Regions from separate parts of the Mus musculus genome. Here region 2 is linked to region 1. A link is a contact called in public HiChIP or PLAC-seq data. All regions are on one chromosome and are shown on one strand. The core of a region is the stretch at or near the end of the contact, and the rest is flanking DNA. Distances in the headings are between cores, read along the strand shown.

The links. HiChIP or PLAC-seq counts read pairs in DNA pulled down with a chosen protein or histone mark.
Region 2: a contact with region 1 is called in an H3K27ac HiChIP or PLAC-seq map of microglia, with 5 times the contacts expected there. The contact joins the promoter of Kcne3 here to the enhancer-like site in region 1. A contact is called at or near these places in 2 of 115 datasets of contacts at active chromatin or transcription factors (bone marrow-derived macrophages and microglia) and 1 of 9 other capture datasets (adipose tissue).

The regions. Positions count from the first base shown.
Region 1 is chr7:99,959,401-99,963,732 of GRCm38.p6, reverse strand. The region is part of intron 1 of Rnf169 (ring finger protein 169); the gene reads left to right. Among named protein-coding and RNA genes, the nearest start is that of Rnf169, 19 kb to the left of the region's middle. Within about 2 kb of position 2,957, at least 26 of the 459 cell types and tissues checked have an H3K27ac peak or open chromatin away from gene starts, as enhancers often do. A contact at or near this core is called in adipose tissue and microglia, where this site is marked.
Region 2 is chr7:100,176,147-100,180,011 of GRCm38.p6, reverse strand. It overlaps Kcne3 (potassium voltage-gated channel, Isk-related subfamily, gene 3), which reads right to left and starts at 1,329. Exons shown (of 4, transcript NM_001360467.1): 1 at 1,246-1,329. Gm51453 (a long non-coding RNA gene) reads left to right here and starts at 1,321. Exons shown (of 3, transcript XR_003946660.1): 1 at 1,321-1,691; 2 at 1,781-2,212; 3 at 2,359-2,628. Gm34821 (predicted gene, 34821) reads left to right here and starts at 3,342. Exons shown (of 4, transcript NR_169134.1): 1 at 3,342-3,444.

The DNA of each region.
Region 1 (4,332 bases), core at 1,708-4,207:
GGCTCACTATTGTCTGTGATTCCCATTTCAGAGGATCCAGTGTCCTCTTCTGGCCTCCACAAGCAGATGCATGGTGCACAGATAGACGTGCAAACAGAACATCCATGCACAGTAAATAAAAATAAAAAAGTCTACATTGAATGTGGGTGTTTGGGGCAAGTAGCAGAATGCCTGGTAGTTCATTAACTAATCACTGGTCACCCTGCCCAGAGAATCCATTTTAAGAAGGACCTTTAAGGATGTTTTTCTGTTCTTAGAATGTACATTGGACTAAAGACCTGTGCTTAGGTTACTGACCACAGGTGTGTATCTTTCTTAAGGCACCTTCCTTGTTCCTTGGGAGTTTCTCTTCCTGATATGCAGAGTCAGAGGGCAGGCATCAGGAAATTCTGTCAGCCTGGATTCCTCTATGAATGGGGATATTCTGTGCTCTCATGCATCCAGAGCCACGTCTAGCACTTTCTGCAAGGGAGGGAAGTGTGAGCATTTCTTGTGTTACTAAGACATTTGGGAATCATTGAACAGTTGGTTGATGTTTTCCTAGATAGGCACTTTTAACCAACGAAGCTACAAGGCCCCATGGGATTGGTAGATTTTTTTTTTCTTTAAACTAACTGCTCTGAACAAGGAAGGGCTGTGTTGCTTTTCCTGTTGGCCTGGACATCTTGTTCCTCTGCTTATGATAGCGTTGCTGGCATTTCAACCTCAAGTTCCTCTTTTGGGGTAGAGGAAGCTGACATATAATCCTAAGAAGGTTAGGGAAGTGAGGGAAAATTAAGTAAAATCCCACATCAGCAGATACAAACTATCTTACAAATCATGGAGCCAAATGGTTCTACCCACTGATAATGTTAAGTGTCTGCTACACTATTCAGCTGTGAAAGATTGATTTGAAAGAGGAGCTTTTGGGCCAACAAGAGGGCTCAGCAGGCCAGATGCATACTGTGAGCCCTGGCCACCTGAGTTCAACGCCCGTGGCCCTTGTGGAGGAAAGAGTGCTGACTGCCCAGGCTGTTCGTTAACCTCGATGCACACAGTGGCAAGCACCCACCTCCTGTCAGCTAATAAACATACGGTCAGAAGTGGGAAGGGGAGCTTTCATTTCTGGCCTTTGCTTGGTCTGTTTTCTTCACACTCATCCAGGCAGATTGAAGTGCCGCACTTCAGAGTTTCAGAACTGTGACTTTGATGTTATAACTATGCTAAGCCAAATAGCATTTTACCTGTAAGATTGAACTGTAGTGGAATTTTACAGACTTCAGAAGAATATAGACTAGGAAATAAGAGTGAATTAAAAGTTGATGCTGAGCTGGGCATGGTGGCGCACGCCTTTGATCCCAGCACTCGGGAGGCAGAGGCAGAGACAGGCGGATTTCTGAGTTCAAGGTCAGCCTGGTCTACAGAGTGAGTTCCAGGACAGCCAGGGCTACACAACGAAACCCTGTCTCGAAAAACCAAAACCAAAACCAACCAAACAAAAAAAGTTGATGCTGAATCAACTATAGATGTGCTTATTGCTGTCATTTCTCAGATACAAACTGAGACAAAGAATTTTTAAAGCTAGGCATTTAGTAGTGCATATTTGTAATATCAGCATTCAGAAGTCTGAGGCAGGAAGATCTTGAGGTTAGCTTGTGCTGCACAATGTGTGTGCACGTGTGCATGTGCATCTGTGTGTCTGTTGTCTGTGTCTGTCTGTCTGTACCCAATCACCACCCACACGCAATAGGAGCACTTACAGGACTCAGCAGATAGTTGAACTCATAGCTGTGATCTAGGACATTGAAATAATACTGAGCAAAATAAAAAAATAATACTGAGGAAACATTTTGTGGAACAAAGTCTGGAGGAAGTTAGGTTCAGGCTTCCAGAGTTTTCCCTGAGTGGAGGCATGCAAGATGTGTATTACTCCCCCAGCAAAGAAAGAAGAACACTGTGTACATGTTGTCACCAGAGAACCTTGCTGGAGACCTAGTGCCTAGAGTTGATCACATACCCTTTCTGCTGTGCGTGTGCCAAGACTTCATATTCATAGCAGATAAGCAGGTAGTTCTAGAATCAGTTAGGTGCAGTAAATCATTCTTACTGGTAAGTCAGGGAGGATAGGAGCCCTATCTTAAATCCTAGTTGAAGGGATCAGGCAAAGGCTAAGTTGATAGGCAATCCTTCATAATGACAGATCGCAGTGTGTGGTTTGTATGTATGTGATATTTAGTATATATTGTGAGCTCATTAACTGTTACATGTCTTTATTGTAAAGATTTTATTTTATATTTTTGAGATAGCATCCTACTGCATAGCCCAGGCTGAGCCTAGGCTATGTATCTGGGGTGGGTTGGAATTTACAAAGATCCTTCTCTTTCAGTTTCCTGAGTACTAGGGTTGCAGGTACATGCCGCACAGGAGGCCTATTGTAAGGATTGCTCATTGGCTGCTAACACTAATACTACTTGCAGTTATGGTATGCTTTCCTGTGAGGTAGATTAGTTTTTAAGAAAACATTATCCTTTGTGGGGATTCCCCACAGGCTTGCTTTCTAGCTGGCAGGGAAATGATCCAGGTGAGAGAAGACTGAAACTCAGTTCAGCCTGATTTGTACTGGGCCAAACTTGGAGAGTCTGACACCACTTGGTTGATTTTAGCCATATTTAATTAAGCACAGCATGATTTTGGAAACAGTTTTCTGATAACAACTCAGTCCCATGAGTTTAATAGAGCTTAAGACATGTTTACATTGATATTCTTTATAAAGTACGTCTGGCTTCTCTCACATAGATGAGTACTGTTGACTTAGATAGTGCCCGAGATTTAGGGTAAAGAGTGACAGAGGTAAACATAATGAACGCCTGTGGGCATCAGGATTGCCTGGCCCTAAGATAACTTAGAAGTCACTTAGGCCACTGTAAGGCACAAGTGACATCACTCAAATAAGGACAGAGTGTGTCTCAGCAAGGGATGTGGACAGAGTGTGTCTCAGCAGAGGAGGGATGTGGACAGAGTGTGTCTCAGCAGAGGAGGGATGTGGACAGAGTGTGTCTCAGCAGAGGAGGGATGTGGACAGAGTGTGTCTCAGCACAGGAGGGATGTGGACAGAGTGTGTCTCAGCACAGGAGGGATGTGGACAGAGTGTGTCTCAGCACAGGAGGGATGTGGACAGAGTGTGTCTCAGCACAGGAGGGATGTGGACAGAGTGTGTCTCAGCACAGGAGGGATGTGGACAGAGTGTGTCTCAGCAGAGGGATGTGGACAGAGTGTGTCTCAGCAGAGGGATGTGGACAGAGTAGAGTGTGTCTCAGCAGAGGAGGGATGTGGACAGTGTGTCTCAGCAGAGGGATGTGGATCACAGATGCACTGGCTAGTTTTCTGTCAGCTTTACACAGCTGGAGTTATCACAGAGAAAGGAGCTTCAGGTGAGGAAATGCCTCCATGAGATCCAACTGTAAGGCATTTTCTCAGTGATCAAGTGGGGAGGTCTCCTTGTGGGTGGTGCCATCCCTGGGCTGGTAGTCTTGGGTTCTATAAGAAAGCAAGCTGAGCAAGCCAGGGGAAGCAAACCAGTAAGGAACATTCCTCCATGGCCTCTGCATCAGCTCCTGCTTCCTGACCTGCTTGAGTTCCAGTCCTGTCTTCCTTTGGTGATGAACAGCGATGTAGAAGTGTAAGCTGAATAAACCCTTTCCTCCCCAACTTGCTTCTTGGTCATGATGTTTGTGCAGGAATAGAAACCTTAATTAAGACACATAGACCTGAGTGAGGTAACCCAATCACAAAGGAACTCACACAATATATACTCACTGATAAGTGGATATTAGCCCAGAAACTTAGGATACCCAAGATATAAGGTACAATTTGCTAAACGCATGAAACTCAAGAAGAACGAAGACCAAAGTGTGGACACTTTGCCCCTTCTTAGAATTGGGAACAAAACACCCATGGGAGGAGTTACAGAGACAAAGTTTGGAGCTGTGACGAAAGGATGGACCATCTAGAGACTGCCATATCCGGGGATCCATCCCATAATTGGCTTCCAAATGATGACACCATTGCACACACTAGCAAGATTTTGCTGAAAGGACCCAGATAGAGCTCTCTCTTGTGAGACTGTGCCGGGGCCTAGCAAACACAGAAGTGGATGCTCACAGTCAGCTATTGGATGGATCACAGGGCCCCCAATGGAGGAGCTAGAGAAAGTACCCAAGGAGCTAAAGGGATCTGCAACCCTATAGGTGGAACAACAATATGAACTAACCAGTACCCCGGAGCTCTTGACTCTAGCTGCATATGTATCAAAAGATGGCCTAGTCGGCCATCACTGGAAAGAGAGGCCCATTG
Region 2 (3,865 bases), core at 80-2,579, 220 kb before region 1:
GCTCACATTGTTCCCATAGCCATCCATGGCTCAGCTCACCTCTGAGAGCAGTCATCCCAAGTGCCTACCTTCTGCTGTGCCCTCTCACAGCCCACAGCCACCAAGGGTCGCCCACCTCCTTTGTGTCCCACCCTTTCTGATGAATCCTGCAGGTCCTTGCCATTTACAAGTGCCTTCCCTGCCCCTACTTGGCCAGTCTGTGTAGCCAAGCATAGGATGGAGGTTCTTGGTCTTGCCTGCCTCCCTCTTAGAAGGTACTTCAAGCTCCCCTGCGTTACAGATAGAAAACATGCCCTGAGGAATTTGAACTGAAGAAAGTTGCTAGTCGGTTTTCATCTTCCGGGAGTCAACAGACTTTAAAGGCAGTTTTTAATGCCTCCAGTTATCGCACCCCTCCATTTGCAATTTACAGAGTGGCTGGAGCCAGAGAGAATGAGTTTATTCGATATCTGTACGTGAAATAAGAGTCCTGGGCTAGGAGTGAGGAAACACTGGTTCTAATTCAATATGGTCCCTGGTGATAAGATTATCCTGGGTCCTCAGTTTCCTCCCATGCAAATTAATAAAGAGAAGGAGGCAGAGATTAGGACTTTGCTTCCCGGGGCTCTAACACACTGGCTGAGACACCTCCCAAACATTCCCCTTTGCCCTAATTGGATTACATGGGGGCAACTGGAGCAGGAGACCCATTTTACAGGAGGTGACCTAAGAAAGCATAAGGCACAAAGCCATGGTTGACCTGCATCAATTTACACTACCTGAAAACTAGAACCCAAGACTCCTGACTTTCAACCTAGAATTGCTACTAACAGCGGAAGATGCTTCAGCCCGTCCCGGGATTTCGGAGGATCTGATCGCCGAGGGCTGGTCACAGTGGAGTAGAATGGGTAGGGCAGTTCTGCAGAGCCCGCAGCTTTGGTAGAGCAAGACTGACTCCTGGAATGTTATTTCCGTGAGTGTCCCGCTGCAGACCTGTGAGTGTCCTCTTATCGGTAGGAGAGGAGGAGCCTTTGCTGCCTGGAGGAAAGCCTGGGAGAGCGCCTTCGGACCACACACGACTTTCCATGCGCAGCGAAACTCTCTAATCCCTATAGTTCCTGGGAATACCTGCTTTTCTCACTAAGGAAGATCCACTCTGTGTTTTAGCAGCACCCCACGTCGGGTCCCCCCTCTGAAGGAAAACACCGAAACCCTGCACGTCTTGCCCGGACTATGGATAGCTTTTCCAACCCTGTAGCGCCTTACCCGCCTCTACGATCTGTCTCCGGTGAACACTGCAATAATGCCCAGATGCGCTCAGTGCTCTCAGATCTCTGCACGCCTACTGGCTCTGGCTCCCTTTTCCTTCCCAGGGTGTCCCTCCTCTGGCCCCGCCCTGCCTTAGCACTCCAGCTTCAGCGTTGGCTGTCTTGGGGCGCCTCCGCCCAGCTCCTTAGCCTTAACCGGGTGCGGTTGCGGGGAACCACCTGCTTCCTGGATCCCAGACAGAATTTTTCTCGTCTGTGTCTCCTTTAAGTCTCAGCCAACCTAGCGAAAAGCTGATTTCCAAACACCCAGACCAAGCGCTAGGTTTTGGTGGAGTCGGGCTTGGTACCTGTGTAGCTGTGTGGCACTGGGCAGCTCCTCTCTGGGGCCTTGGTTTCCTGTCTATGGGTACCACCATTCCTGCACTCGCTCTTCACAGGGTTACGGTAAGATTAGAAGTGTTTTCAGAATCCAAAATACTAAAACCGGAATAGCCAAAGAAAACATCTGATTCTAAGACATACCCTGTTTTCAGTTTGCAGACGCCCAAATTGGGGAGGTGATTCTACACTCAGCAAGCAAGTCAGCGCAGAGCTCGGTCAGAGCTTGGTCTCAGAATCCACGTACTCTAGCAGGCATCTCCCCCCTCAGTAGTCTGTGTCACATGCCCGGTCTCAACTTGTATCCACTCACTTCTTAACTGGTGTCTGTCCCAGAACACTTGTTTTCCAGCCACTGGGTCCACATCCAAATTGTTTCTGATGATATTAAAAATTGTTTCTGTTGATATAGAAGAGACGCTGATAAGTGTCATTTTCCTGTTGATGACAGAAATAGGGATCTGCCTCTCAGGGACTCTGTAGCAACCACTTATCCAAGCTCTCTTCACTAGCGGAGGTCACACAACGAACACACTCAGATGAGCTCCCTCACAATTCTCGCAAAGATCTACTGCAGTATTTCCAAGGTGAGTAATTTCCATCACAGAATATTAGGATATGATTACCTAATACGTGCTTAGGGAAAAACAAGATTGCCACGTGGTGGGCTTTTTGTGCATAATTGCTAATCTCCTTCAGAACACATCCTTGTTGTGTTGTTTCTGTGTGGCAGGTTTCTATCCAGCCGTTCCTCCCTAAGCTGGACACCACCTCTGAGAGCCGTCATCCCGATTACCCCAGTATGCGCTGCTCCAGTCTGCACACCGAGGGCGGTGGGCTCCTCCTGGGAGGTTTGGATTCAAAAGACCCAGAGTGGGGCCCAGAAATCAGCATTCAGAGTTTTGCCTCTGTAGATGTCTGTGCACCGCTTACATGCCAGGTGCCCTCAAGGCCAGTCTTAAGCACCATTGGGAGACTGGGAATCTCGTTTCTCTTTTCTTTTTTTCTTTGTTTGTTTATGTGATTTTTGAGACAGGGTTTCTCTGTATAGCCCTGGCTGTTCTGAAACTCACTCTGTAGACCCAGCTAGCCTCAAACTCCCAGAGCTCTGCCTACCTCTGCCTGCTCAGCACTGGGATTAAAGATGTGCCCTGCCTCCCCCTGACAAAACTCCTAGGCACACAACAAACAAGAACAATGACAAAACTCAACAGGGGTAGAGTGATGGTTCAGCAGCTAAGAGCACCTGCTGCGTTTGCGGGGGACCCTGTTAGGTTTCCAGTACCCATCTAGGATCTCACAACCATCTGTGACTCCAGTTTTAGGGGATCTAATGCCCTCTCCTGACCTCCACTGGTAGCAGGCACACATGTGGGGTAATAGGCCATACAGCTGGGCAAAATAATCATAGACATTAAATAAAACAATTAAATCTGAAAAAAAATTAAAACTAGCCTTGTCAGGTGGTGGTGACCCACTCAGGAGGCAGAAGTAGGCAGATCTCTGAGTTCAAGACCAACCTGTTCTACAGAGGGAGTTCCAGGACAGGCAAGGCTATATAGAAAAACCTGAGAGAGAGAGAGAGAGAGAGAGAGAGACTTGCCTTGGTTCAGTCAAGGTCCTCCCTCTTTTCCTAGTTTGGGAAGAACTTTGCATTCTTGACATAGGGGAGCAACAACTGTCCCTGTCAGGAGTGCTCTGAGGACACAGACGATCTGTTCCAATAATGCTTTAGAATCAGAAACTCTGATTCATACCACCTTAGAGTTCTAGAATCATTCGGCACAGAACCTAAGCAAGAAGGACTTACAGCTCTCTGGTCAGTTCCCCTCCAGGCGAATCCTCTGTAGTTCACGTTGCCACAAGGCTGTCCAGCTTCACCAATGACATGGTGGAAGCTCATTGTCTCAAAAACAGGAAGTGGCCCCTGTTGTCAGGACATCTATCTTCACATCTCAACTGCCTCCTTCTGCCCTTCAGTCTCTGCTCCCACTGGGAACATGAACCATTAACCTAATCTTTCCTTTAGAGAGGGCAACTGACCAAGGAGCCATTGGAAAATGGTCTGGGTGGTCTCATATCCTCCAGCTGGGCTCTGGGTGGCTTCATGTCCCCCAGCTGGGCTCTGGGTGGCCTCATGTCCCCCAGCTGGGCTTTGCAGGCTTCCAATGAGGCTGGACAGAATGATGTGTGCACCAGGCAGTGGGGATGTGTGCAGTAAAGGCATTGCTCCTTTGAGA